2 separate regions of the Gasterosteus aculeatus genome follow, and region 1 is linked to region 2. A link is a contact called in public Hi-C data. All regions are on one chromosome and are shown on one strand. The core of a region is the stretch at or near the end of the contact, and the rest is flanking DNA. Distances in the headings are between cores, read along the strand shown.

Region 1 (5,380 bases), core at 2,489-4,988, 46 kb after region 2:
GGCTCTTATAGCATACATAAAGTAATGGCTTGACAAGAAGATGTTTTTAAGTGGTCCTTGAAAATATCAACAGATGCCTCGCTCCAATTTGCTTTTTCAAGCAGTTTTGAGGAACCAGAAACCCAGCGGTGGAGGATCTATAAGTTGGTGGAGGAACACAGAGGGAGTAGGGAGTCTGATGTCGGCCGCTCCTAAGCCGCTTCAGGCTGTGTGGACTTAGACTTTAAAATCGACTGGAAGCTGAAGGCGGCCTGTGCAGCGTAGCTAACAACGGGGGCATGTGGACCCTCTTCTTTTGCTCATGTTAGGAGTCTAGCAGCAGAGCTTTAAATAAGTTACAGCCTCTCAATGAATTTATTTTAAGGTTTAAGCTTAGTATAAGATGCATTGCACTGGCAGTGGTGCATTGATTTCTCTGCACCTTGGTAGGTATAGAAGAGCATTACTTTCACACCGTCTCTCTAGACTAATAGAATGAAATGTTTGCTTTCCTATTCTGCATCGCCTCCAATATGGCTGCGAGAAGGTGTGTCAGCAATCTGTACTGATCTTTTATTTGTTTTTAAGTCTGCATGGACTGGTCCCAGAATATTTATCCAGCCTTATTAATGTGCATCAACCCTCCAGCGCCCTGAGGTCAGCTGACCAGCTGGTTCTGAACGTTCCTCGGTCGTTCCTTAAAACGGAAGGAGATGGAACCTTCGCAGTAGCGGCTCCCAGACTGTGGAATGCTTTTCCGTCTTCGGTGCGGCCTGCGACGAGACTTTTTACTTTTAAAACACGCCTTAAGACTCACTTGTTTACCTTGGCTTTTGGCCGAGTTAAGTCACCTGCATTGGATCTTTTATTTTGTTTGGCTTTAACTGTTTTTTGTTTGTTTGTTTTTACGTTTGCTTGTATTGTTTATTGCTGCTGATGTTTTTATCCTGTAAAGCGCTTTGGCTGGCCATTGGCCTTTAAAAGTGCTATATAAATAAAACTGACATTGACATTGACATTTGAATTAGGAAGTCAAAGGTCACTCTTATGTCATGTCCGATCAATTCTGAGGATTACTTTCAAATGATGCTCGAACTGAAGTATGAATTGGTTTAAATGTGGGGAACAAAGCTCAACAATTTAACAAAAAGATCTAATAGGTTGAAATGAGGAGCTGATGACACGTTAAACTGACACGTATGTAAACTGCAACTTGACTAGTTGGTCAGAGGCATACAAACGTGTGGCGGCAATTCTAGTTCAGTGCTCAAGGACACTTCAGCCAGAAACGATACCCTCAGCTGCTTGGTGAGTGTCGACAAATATACAGCACAGATAAAAACTAATTCAAACATAACAAATAAATCTCCCTGGCTTTCATTTTTCTTCAACAAATATTCAAAAAATTTCAAAAACCTTACTTCTTTCTGAAAGTGGACTCTGGTCTTCATATAAAGCGGAGCGTGAACAAGGAGGAGTGGGAGGCAGCCTTCGCGCTGGTTTGTGGGGTTCGTCACAGAGTTGAAACATGGGGAGTTTCACTGTATCTTGTAACGGCAGCAGGTTCTGCTCCGCCGCAGAGAACCACAACATCCTGTGTGTGTGTGTGTGTCTCTTTGTGTGCCTCTGAGCTGGGATTAATTTGTTACCCTATGTGTGGATATTTACTCTTCCCCAAAAGTCAAGAATGACTGAATCTTTATTTCATTCTTCTATTTCCAAGATCTGATACCAGTGATCATGCTCGTCTCAAAAATATGTCTTGCACATTCTGAACTTTGTTAAGTAATCCCTGACTTCTGTCCATCAGCATCCCTTTAGGCATTTTCAAACTTAATTTGGACTCTTTGGCTTTGAATAAATATTGGTCATTCTCATCATGTATTCAACGCTTGGTCAGTGCCGCAACGCTTCAAACTATGGCGCTCTAGTTTCCGCTCCAGCGTCACTTTTGGACGTGTCGAGGACAGCGTGTCCAGTTTCCACCAGTTCTGTATGTGTTGTTTTTTCAAAATAAACTTCTCATGCAGGTGTACTTTGTTTTTAGATTTACTCGTGCAACAAAAGCACTTAAACAGGCTTTGGTTTGAGAGTCAAATAGTACTACTGATAATAAAAAAAAGTTTGCATGAGCACGACGTGTTTGTTGAGTTAGAAGCCTGGTGCTTCTCATGTGGAAGATACCGGGTGCCTCCTCAAAGGCGCTTTCCTTGGGACATCAGGCTTGCTGGTTAAACGGTAAAAGGGTTTAAAACGTTTGGACAGACCTGTTGGAACTTGTTTCATAAAACGTGAGAAAGCGAAAGTGTGTTAAATTTCCCGACTTCCACTCGGGAAATTTACCGCTGCTTACCGTCAGCCAGCGTGACGGGCTGACTACGATAGATGTAGGTGGTTGCTGCCTCACCCTGTTCGCTCCTCCTCTCTGTACTCCTGCCATGACAGGGAGTCTGGCAGAGAAACACTGAAACTGGTCTCAGTTCTGTGGGACGGGACAAGCTAAAACACATCTCCGGATTCTAGGTGTGCCAGCAGACACACACCCAGCCACACAAACACTCAAATAAATACACTATTCTGATCAATGTCCAGGAAATCTTCTATGTCTCAGGCTTTTTAATGTGATGGATGGTTTCTTAATGTACTCTGCCGCATGCCTCCATCATGTTGCCCTGCTTAACATGACATCCACCTGGCTTACTGGAAGACATTACCTTGCTTTTGTTTTGCTGAAGATTTCCCTTGGCTTTGAGCGGGGCTTGTGTGGTAATGCCAGCGCCAAAAACAGAAGCTTTGTGTGGGAAAAGAGGAGGGAGCGACCACCGGTTTTCTGTCCTGAGTGGACCTCAACAAGCCGCTCAAATCAAGCAGCTTTCACGCCAACAACTTCTGGAACAGTTCTTTAAAAGTTGACAGCGGTGGCTTTTTAAAGTCTTCTGACACAGAATTGAAAAGAACACAATCCCAAGTAAGTTGTAACCCTCACAACTCAGCGGTGGGTCTAAAGCAGACGAAATGTTCCTTTGGTCCAAACTCGCAGCAAGCGAGGTAAAGTGTAGGACATTACCATCCTACAAAGTAGCAAGCTACTGCAATAACATGTGAAAGCTGACATTTCTTATTTTCTACTCATTTGATAGTTGTGATCAATTACTGTGATTGCTTTCCAAGAAATCAAACTAAATGGCAATAATTATGTGCAACACCAACCTTGAAAAAAGCATTTGAACGTTCCCATGAATATGTTTAACGAATAGACTTTGTGATGAGTTAGTGGAAACCTTCAGAGTAGAAGGATCTAGCCAATGCTTTGCACTTTGACCTACACGCATGCGAAGTTGGGAAACACCTATGTATAAAACGTCCAAGTACTTTACAGTACACATATGGAGGATGTATGTAGCAGAGGCGTCTTAAGGATTGGCTGTTGATCAATCTGTCAGAATGTGAGGAATCGTCTCTTTATTTTTATTCTGCTACTTCCTTATACCTGCATGTCATTTCTTGAAGATACACGATAGAACCTATTGGCAAAAAACACATGTATAACTCTGCAACGACATGAATGTTTTATTTCCCATTTTGTCTTCTAGAAATTGTTATAGATCAATAATTAAGTAACTTGGAAGTCCCTATGCACTCATCTGAGGGACACATGAGGTCTTACTGTTGTTTCCAGTGGTACTTTCACACACTCAGAAACTGTCCGTAGTCTGGTTACGCAACGAGGGTTCAGCGTGTTGCCAAGACTCACAGGCAGACTGGCAGTTTGGAAAACACCCAGCTGCACTCTGCCAACTCTCTCCTATCTTCATCCCCTGCTCTCAAGGATAATACTTGTTTTTAATGTTTCTTTTCCACTTTGTACTCTTTTTCCGTGCTTTTCTTTCGCTTTCTTTTTCTCTATGATCTCTAAACATGATTCCCTCCGGTTCAGCCTGTCAAAACATTTCTGCTCAAACTTTGTTCATAAGGTTGTGACTGATCTTCCTCATTTCAATATGCTGATTGACCAATCCTCAAGTTTGTAAAATTTACATTACAACCAACAAATAAACAGTATTTAGTTCACACCAAACACTGGGTGCATGAAATACGTGGCAATGGCAGCTAATATCCAAGATGCTGTCAGCCAAAATGCCGAACGTTAGGCTTCAAAACGGTGATTCACAAACCAATAGCTGACGTCAGGATGTCTATGTCACCTTCTAATATATATTCTATTATCTGAAAATGTTAACACGAACACAATGAAGTTTGTTCATTTCCGTGCTTGTCTAAAGCGGAACGTCTACAATCAAAATGCTTCACGGAGTGGATTTTATCCATTCAGATGGATTCTTTGTGTGCCATAGCTATACACACACAGTTTAGACATCACGGTGAAAATGATATATGTGACGGGCTGCAAGTGGTGAGATACATTAATATAATTGAAAAAAAAAAGAACACATAAATAACGCCCACATATTTTTCCACCTGCAATTATGGAGGGAATCGTGTTTGGCACATACATGCAAGCAATTATGGAGCCCTATTCACGCGTTTCTGTACATAAGCATCTAATCAGAACACACTGACAGCTGGCACTGTGAGTGTGTGTGTGTGTGTGTGTGTGTGTGTCTGTGAGAGTGATTTTTTTCAAGTTGTTAACACACGTACACAGACTGATATTCATTGGTAATTACTGTCTTTTCACATCGATGGATGGTCTTACCCATCACCCGCAGCGTTTTAATGAAGTACTTTGATTGGTTAAGATCAATTTTGATTGACAGTTGACAAAATAGCTAATTTGCACAAAGTTTCAAAGTTCTGAAATCTCCTCTCAAGATCTTGATTCTTGCCAAAAACTGAACTGAAACAAAGCAGAAACCTTCCTGAGCTGAAGTTCAGGAACAGGCCGCTTGTAGGCTACAAACAGGTTGCCATGGTAATGCTGTGATGGTGCGTCCACACCAAAAGCGAAGCGAATTTTTCCCCGCTTTAATCGCGCGAGTTAACTCTCTTCTTCCGTCCCATTTTTCTGCTTCATTCACGCCTGGAAGGGACGCAACAATAAAGATTATAAAGATCTTTATAAAGATTATATTGAATAAATGAAAATGAATACCACATATAGATCAAATATTATAATGAGGCTATAAATATATTGTATTTCTGGATCCTTTATTTGGTTTTGAATATAATTTTTATTCATTACAATCCATAAGTCTCCAACCACTTACCTTAAACCGTTTGTTTCAGCAGACAAACCGAGTCAATCTAAACCAGAGTTCATCCTGGCCTTGAAGGTTTCACTTCAGATTTGTTCCCTTCTCATAAGCTCATTAACAGTGTTCATATATTTCACAGAGGGCCTTCGGGCTGCTTTACCGTTGTTTGTGTCGTTTTTCCACTC
Region 2 (5,327 bases), core at 785-3,284:
GTGATGAGAAGCAGCTAAATACATACGTGAACACAGAGCACCTGGCAGTTCTCTATTCTGAACTTGTCCGGTGAGTCACTTCTCGGTCTTGAGCCTGATTTTAACTGTTTCTCACACAACAGAGTAGAGCCCACTGTGACTATTCTCCAAGAGGCGCTGCCATGCACTCAGAGCTGGGAAATAAACACCATCAGAAACATTGAAAACTTGGCGAGGCCACTCAGAGTGCAGCCCACAGATGGCCTGCACCAGGGAAGCCAGGGGTCCCTCCCCTGCAGAACCTAATGGGTCCTTCCTTGGCCCATGGTCCACCCCACCAAGTCTCAGGAAAGTAGGGCTAGTAGTTCAGTAATCCAGACAAAGGTAATGTAATGTGAGGGGCATTGGAACAGCTCCGAGTCTGTTGGACACCACCACCACATTTCAGGAAAACCAGAGCAGCTGTTTTCTTCAGTAATACAAGCCAAAAAGAAGAACCTCCTTTGGGAATGGGATGAGTATTCTTGATTTTGGTGGTAAACAATAGGTGTGTTTCAACATATTGCACCGGCAGGTATAAAGCAGTCAATAAATGGACTCAGTAATAGAAAGATAAATGTTGCTCACAGTGATTATTTCCCTTTCTGGTTGAAACTGAGCAGCCTTCATACCCGCATTGATATTTCTCATCCAGAGGAACATTTGAAACATATGGATGCCGCAAGATTGTACATTATGTTGGGGTCATAATGATGATGATGCAAATGTGATGATGAACCAGACAAGTCAAATGTGGCCCAAGCTGTGCTGCAGGGTTTGGAAACATACGGTCATGTGATCCAGCAAAGCTTTTGTTTCTCTGTATCAGATCACTACAAAATCCTTCCTCCATTTTCACACTAAACAAACAAAGATGTTACTCCAGACGGGATCAATATCACGGGATTAAAAGCTTCATAATGTAGTCCCTTCGTTTTAATTTGGCACAAATAGAAGTATTATAAGAATAATCAAGAAGTCAAATAAACATCCATCCAAAGTGCTTCCTTGGGTCATGTCTGCCAGTTTGCCCTGGAATGGATCCTCGTCTGGATATTCACTTCCTATTTAAACTCACAAGTCTGTGAACTCAACATTATCACCACGTGACCAATCAGAGGTCTGTTTCCATGCCCTGCTCCCTGCTACCCCCCACTAAAGGAATCATCCGGTGTAGCAAGAAAATAACAACATATCCTCCTCTTCCTCCTTGCCCTCCTTCCCTTGCTTCCTCCTCCCTCGCTGGTTACCGCAGCAACAACGACGACGAGGACCTGTCTCCGGAGCAGAAGATGGAGCGAGAGCGGGAGCGCAGGATGGCGAACAACGCACGGGAGCGCCTGCGTGTCCGCGACATCAACGAGGCGTTCAAGGAGCTGGGCAAGATGGTGCAGCTGCACCTGAAGAGCGACAAACCCCAGACCAAGTTACTGATCCTCCACCAGGCCGTGGCCGTCATCCTCAGTCTGGAGCAGCAAGTGCGAGGTCGGTTTAGTGCAGACAAGCTCCCCACCGCCCCGAATACGCTTTATGATTATCTATTTATTTATTACAACAATATCAACAATAGGAAGTAGTATTCATCTTGAACCTTCTTTGACTGCAGTATTCCATTTTAGTAATTTGTGGATCTTAACGACTGGTAATATTCCATATTTAGTTTCCTCTGCTTTGAATCTGAAGTTACTTTGTATTTTGGAAATCGAGGTTCATGAGGTGAAAAGTAGTTCAACATATGCGGTGCTGAAAGAGTTCCATGAGAGGGCAGCAGTGGCACCTGGTGACTGTTCAACCCTGGCTCAGGTTCTTAGCTTTCCTACCCCCCCTCCCCCCCTCTCTCCCTGTCTCCCTCTCTCTCCCTCTCTCCCTCTCTCCCTCTCCCTCTCTCTCTCCCTCCCTCTCTCCCTCCCCCCCTCTCTCCCTCCCTTTCTCCCTCTCTCCCTCTCCCTCTCTCCCTCGCCCAGAGCGGAACCTGAATCCCAAAGCGGCCTGTCTGAAGCGCCGCGAGGAGGAGAAGGGCGCCGTGTCAGCGGACGGGGCTCCCCTCTCATTGGCCGCAGCGCACCATGCCATGAGCGACGCGTCAAACCCGCTGGGACAAATGTAAAACGCAGCGCCCCCCCTCCACCCCGAATGGTCAGAAGATTTCACTTAGAAACTAATCTGCTGTTGTACCTTTAACAAAAGACCTAAGAATCAGAATTCAGAAACCAGCTAACTGGTAAATCATTTACCATAAAGTTTGACTGAACTGTGGCAAAAGAAACATGTCGTCAATGAAAACAATTTGAGCTGAATATATCCTTCATTAACACATTTGCGCTCCCTCAAAGGGAAAAGGAACTTTCTATTAATTCATTGTCTGTGTACCTTTTAACAGAATTATAGAAACAAAAACTTCTGGTTCAGGAAGATTCTGGTAAAGCAAACACAGCGCCCTATTTGGCATATGTTAAGGAATAAAAATGCCTTTATTTAAATAGATGTTGTAGTAGTAGTCGAAGTAAAAGTAGTTTAAATGTAAGTGAATTTTAAATCAATTAATAAATCAACACCTATTGGAAATCATTCTAAACCCCACATTCACAGATGAAAAGGGATATATTGTTTTTACCATTATTATGCAGGTTAAAAGGTTAAAATTGACATGGACATCATGGACACATGGCAATGAGGTCAAATGACTCATTTGGAGAAGCTCCTGTTATTAATATCTGACTGAGCTGATGATCTGTGACGATTTAGTCCAAAATCAGAGGTCAGAACTTGAGTTTCTGTCGGGTCTGGTACATTTCAACAACAGATTGGCAGTAAGTGTGATTTTAATGTGTGACTGTGTGTATCTGTTGCTCTACTTTGTTCTGCAATTGCACAACGCCACATTGTTTCCTACGAATGTACCTTGTTAAAAGGAGTTTAACAACAAGACAGAGTGATGGAACACTGTGCCATAGTGCAACACTACATGGCTTCTTTCAAGTGTGTGTTGTGTGATCTTTTCGCCGATATGATATTCATAACTATGTTTTTCATTAGTGCACAACCCCCTGAAACTAAGAATGTACAATGTAATGACATTCATGGTCACCAGAGCATGAACACTAGTGTAGGGCTGCACGGTGTACGGGTTCAGACGGTGTACCGGTATCAGATTTAACTTTATTTATAACTTTATAACAACAAACACTCTTTAACAGGATAAAACACAACAGCTTGTCACACACAAACAATTTGCAACACTAATAATTGTACCTTTATAAAAATGACCCCGCTGAACTGCATGCTGGGTAAAGCTCACAACAAGAAGTAACTCTGCTGCTAGCAAGTTGGCCAGCGAGAGGCGAACAGCTGTTTGCAGCCACAACACGCTAACACGCTAACAAGCTAACTCGCGGCCAGCGGCAAACAGCTGTTCGGGTAGCGCCGGGCCTTTTCGGGGTGAATGAATTACCGTGATATACCGGGATACCGTCAGACTCTTTCCTAATATAGAGATATGGATTTTTAGCCATAGCGTGCAGCCCTACGCTAGTGATCTAGTGATGCCATCACTTTCAAACTGCCAAACTGTCTGTAGTAGTAGAAATGTATATTTCTTATCATTTTAAGGAAAACAACCAGAAAAGGATTCTTATGGACCCCTGAGTTTAATGAGCACAGTCACGCTCAACGGAACTGTTCCCTTTCTATTTTGACAGCTTTTGGTTGGATAAACTTGGCTTGATAAGTCTCTGCCCTACTTGGCAAATCAGGCACCAACAAAACTGACACAATGTTTCATCAAATCTCAAAATCCATCTACTATATATGTTAGAAAAGGACTATTTTTTGTTATGTGATGCTCTGGGACACATAAACTTCCGTAAGGAGACGGCTGTAACTCAGAGGAGGATTTTGTGAGCTGAATAACTTTTCCCTATTCAAATCTTCATGTCTTACAAAAAGACTTTTCCGTCCTCCATTTAAGTGAATGAACATGAGACCGACGCTCCCCAAGCCATCTTCAATTACGGCCTTTTGCGGCCATTAAGTTACAAAATGACACAGTATGTTGCTCTGGTAGGGCACCGACCTCTCAATCACAGTAACTGTGATGCTTCCTGGTTCATTTTCTTTGGACGAGGCAGATCTGGTTCATTTTATACTCAGAAGTCAAACTTTTTTTATGTAATGCTCCACTGAGCAACTTCTAGAGAAATGAACGGGGCGCCGCCGAGACGTGTAATCATTTCTCCTTACGCGTCCACGGTGGGCGGGGCGCTGTTGGTGCGACAGTTGACGAAGCGCGGTACCTATGAGGAACCAATTCACTGTTTCTGAGTGAATTTGTCTCTGAAACTGTGTCCCAAAGTTGCTAGGCTGCATCCTTGTAGCCTGCAGCCTTCAGCAGCCTTCGGGCTGCGTCCTCCAACAACCGTATGGGCTGAACCGAGCGGCCTCTGAAATGGGACGGTCTGGCCTACGGGGGGACGTCCTGCTTGCGTCATCAGCTTTACTTCCGCTGCTCCTGTTGCCTAGCAACCTGCTGATCTTAACAATAAAAGCCGTAAAACCCCCAAAACGTATAAAGTAGAGGTAAGGAAGATACAGTTCTTCATATTTCATTCAATTTAGGAAGATACGCTTCTCCTCCGGAGAGTGATATATTTCAGGCTGAGAGAAGAACATTTCCAGTTAGCCGCCTCCGTGCTGAATAAATTAAATCCTCGTCGGCCCGCACTGCATGCTGGGATATGGTGGGCCGCAAAGGATAGATCAGATGTGTCCTCCAAATCGGCTCCTGGAGGGCTGCGTCCCTCAACCACGTTCGGAGGAGCCGACAGATTGGAACAGGCGAGTTGTATCAGAAGTGACGTATGCGGTCGACAAATGCGTCCTTAAGGATGCAGCCTAGCGACTTTGAGACACAGCCTTTGTGTGTGATTCTGTGGGAGTACACACCCATGCCCCGCCCCCACTCTTTATTTCCCCCCTCTATGTGTCCCCCAGGTCCAAGGTGCCAGAGTTCATCAAGATGATGAGTGACCACTTCCTCTGACAGCGTTACCATAACAACCTGGCACACGATCAACTCTCCGGATCTGCGGCCTGACCAATCAGATCGGCCTCTTTCCCTCTCTTATCCTCCATCTCTTATCCTCCACCTCCTCACCTTCTGTCGAGAGCACAAACCTCAGTCAAATGCTGTCGTCACTTTGCATCTCCAGCCGAGGTGACCTGGATGCTGCTTTGTGGAGATGTTCAACTGCTGCAAAGTGGTGCTTTGTGGGAACTTTTGACACAAAGTGACAGCAACGGACAAGTCTTTG

The links. Hi-C and Micro-C count contacts between places; a contact is called where the count stands out from the background.
Region 1: a Hi-C map of skeletal muscle shows a contact between it and region 2, with 4 times the contacts expected there. The contact joins two enhancer-like sites. A contact is called at or near these places in 4 of 6 Hi-C or Micro-C datasets (skeletal muscle, tail fin and whole body).

Annotation. Positions count from the first base shown.
Region 1 is chr14:17,684,678-17,690,057 of fGasAcu3.hap1.1, forward strand. All of the region lies in intron 2 of LOC120831919, which reads left to right. Among protein-coding and RNA genes, the nearest start is that of LOC120831919, 16 kb to the left of the region's middle. Within about 2 kb of position 3,739, at least 4 of the 9 cell types and tissues checked have open chromatin away from gene starts, as enhancers often do.
Region 2 is chr14:17,640,722-17,646,048 of fGasAcu3.hap1.1, forward strand. tcf4 (transcription factor 4) reads left to right here. Exons shown (of 20, transcript XM_078088417.1): 18 at 1,274-1,503; 19 at 1,983-2,121; 20 at 5,008-5,327. The coding sequence ends at 5,056. Among protein-coding and RNA genes, the nearest start is that of LOC120831919, 28 kb to the right of the region's middle. Within about 2 kb of position 2,035, at least 5 of the 9 cell types and tissues checked have open chromatin away from gene starts, as enhancers often do.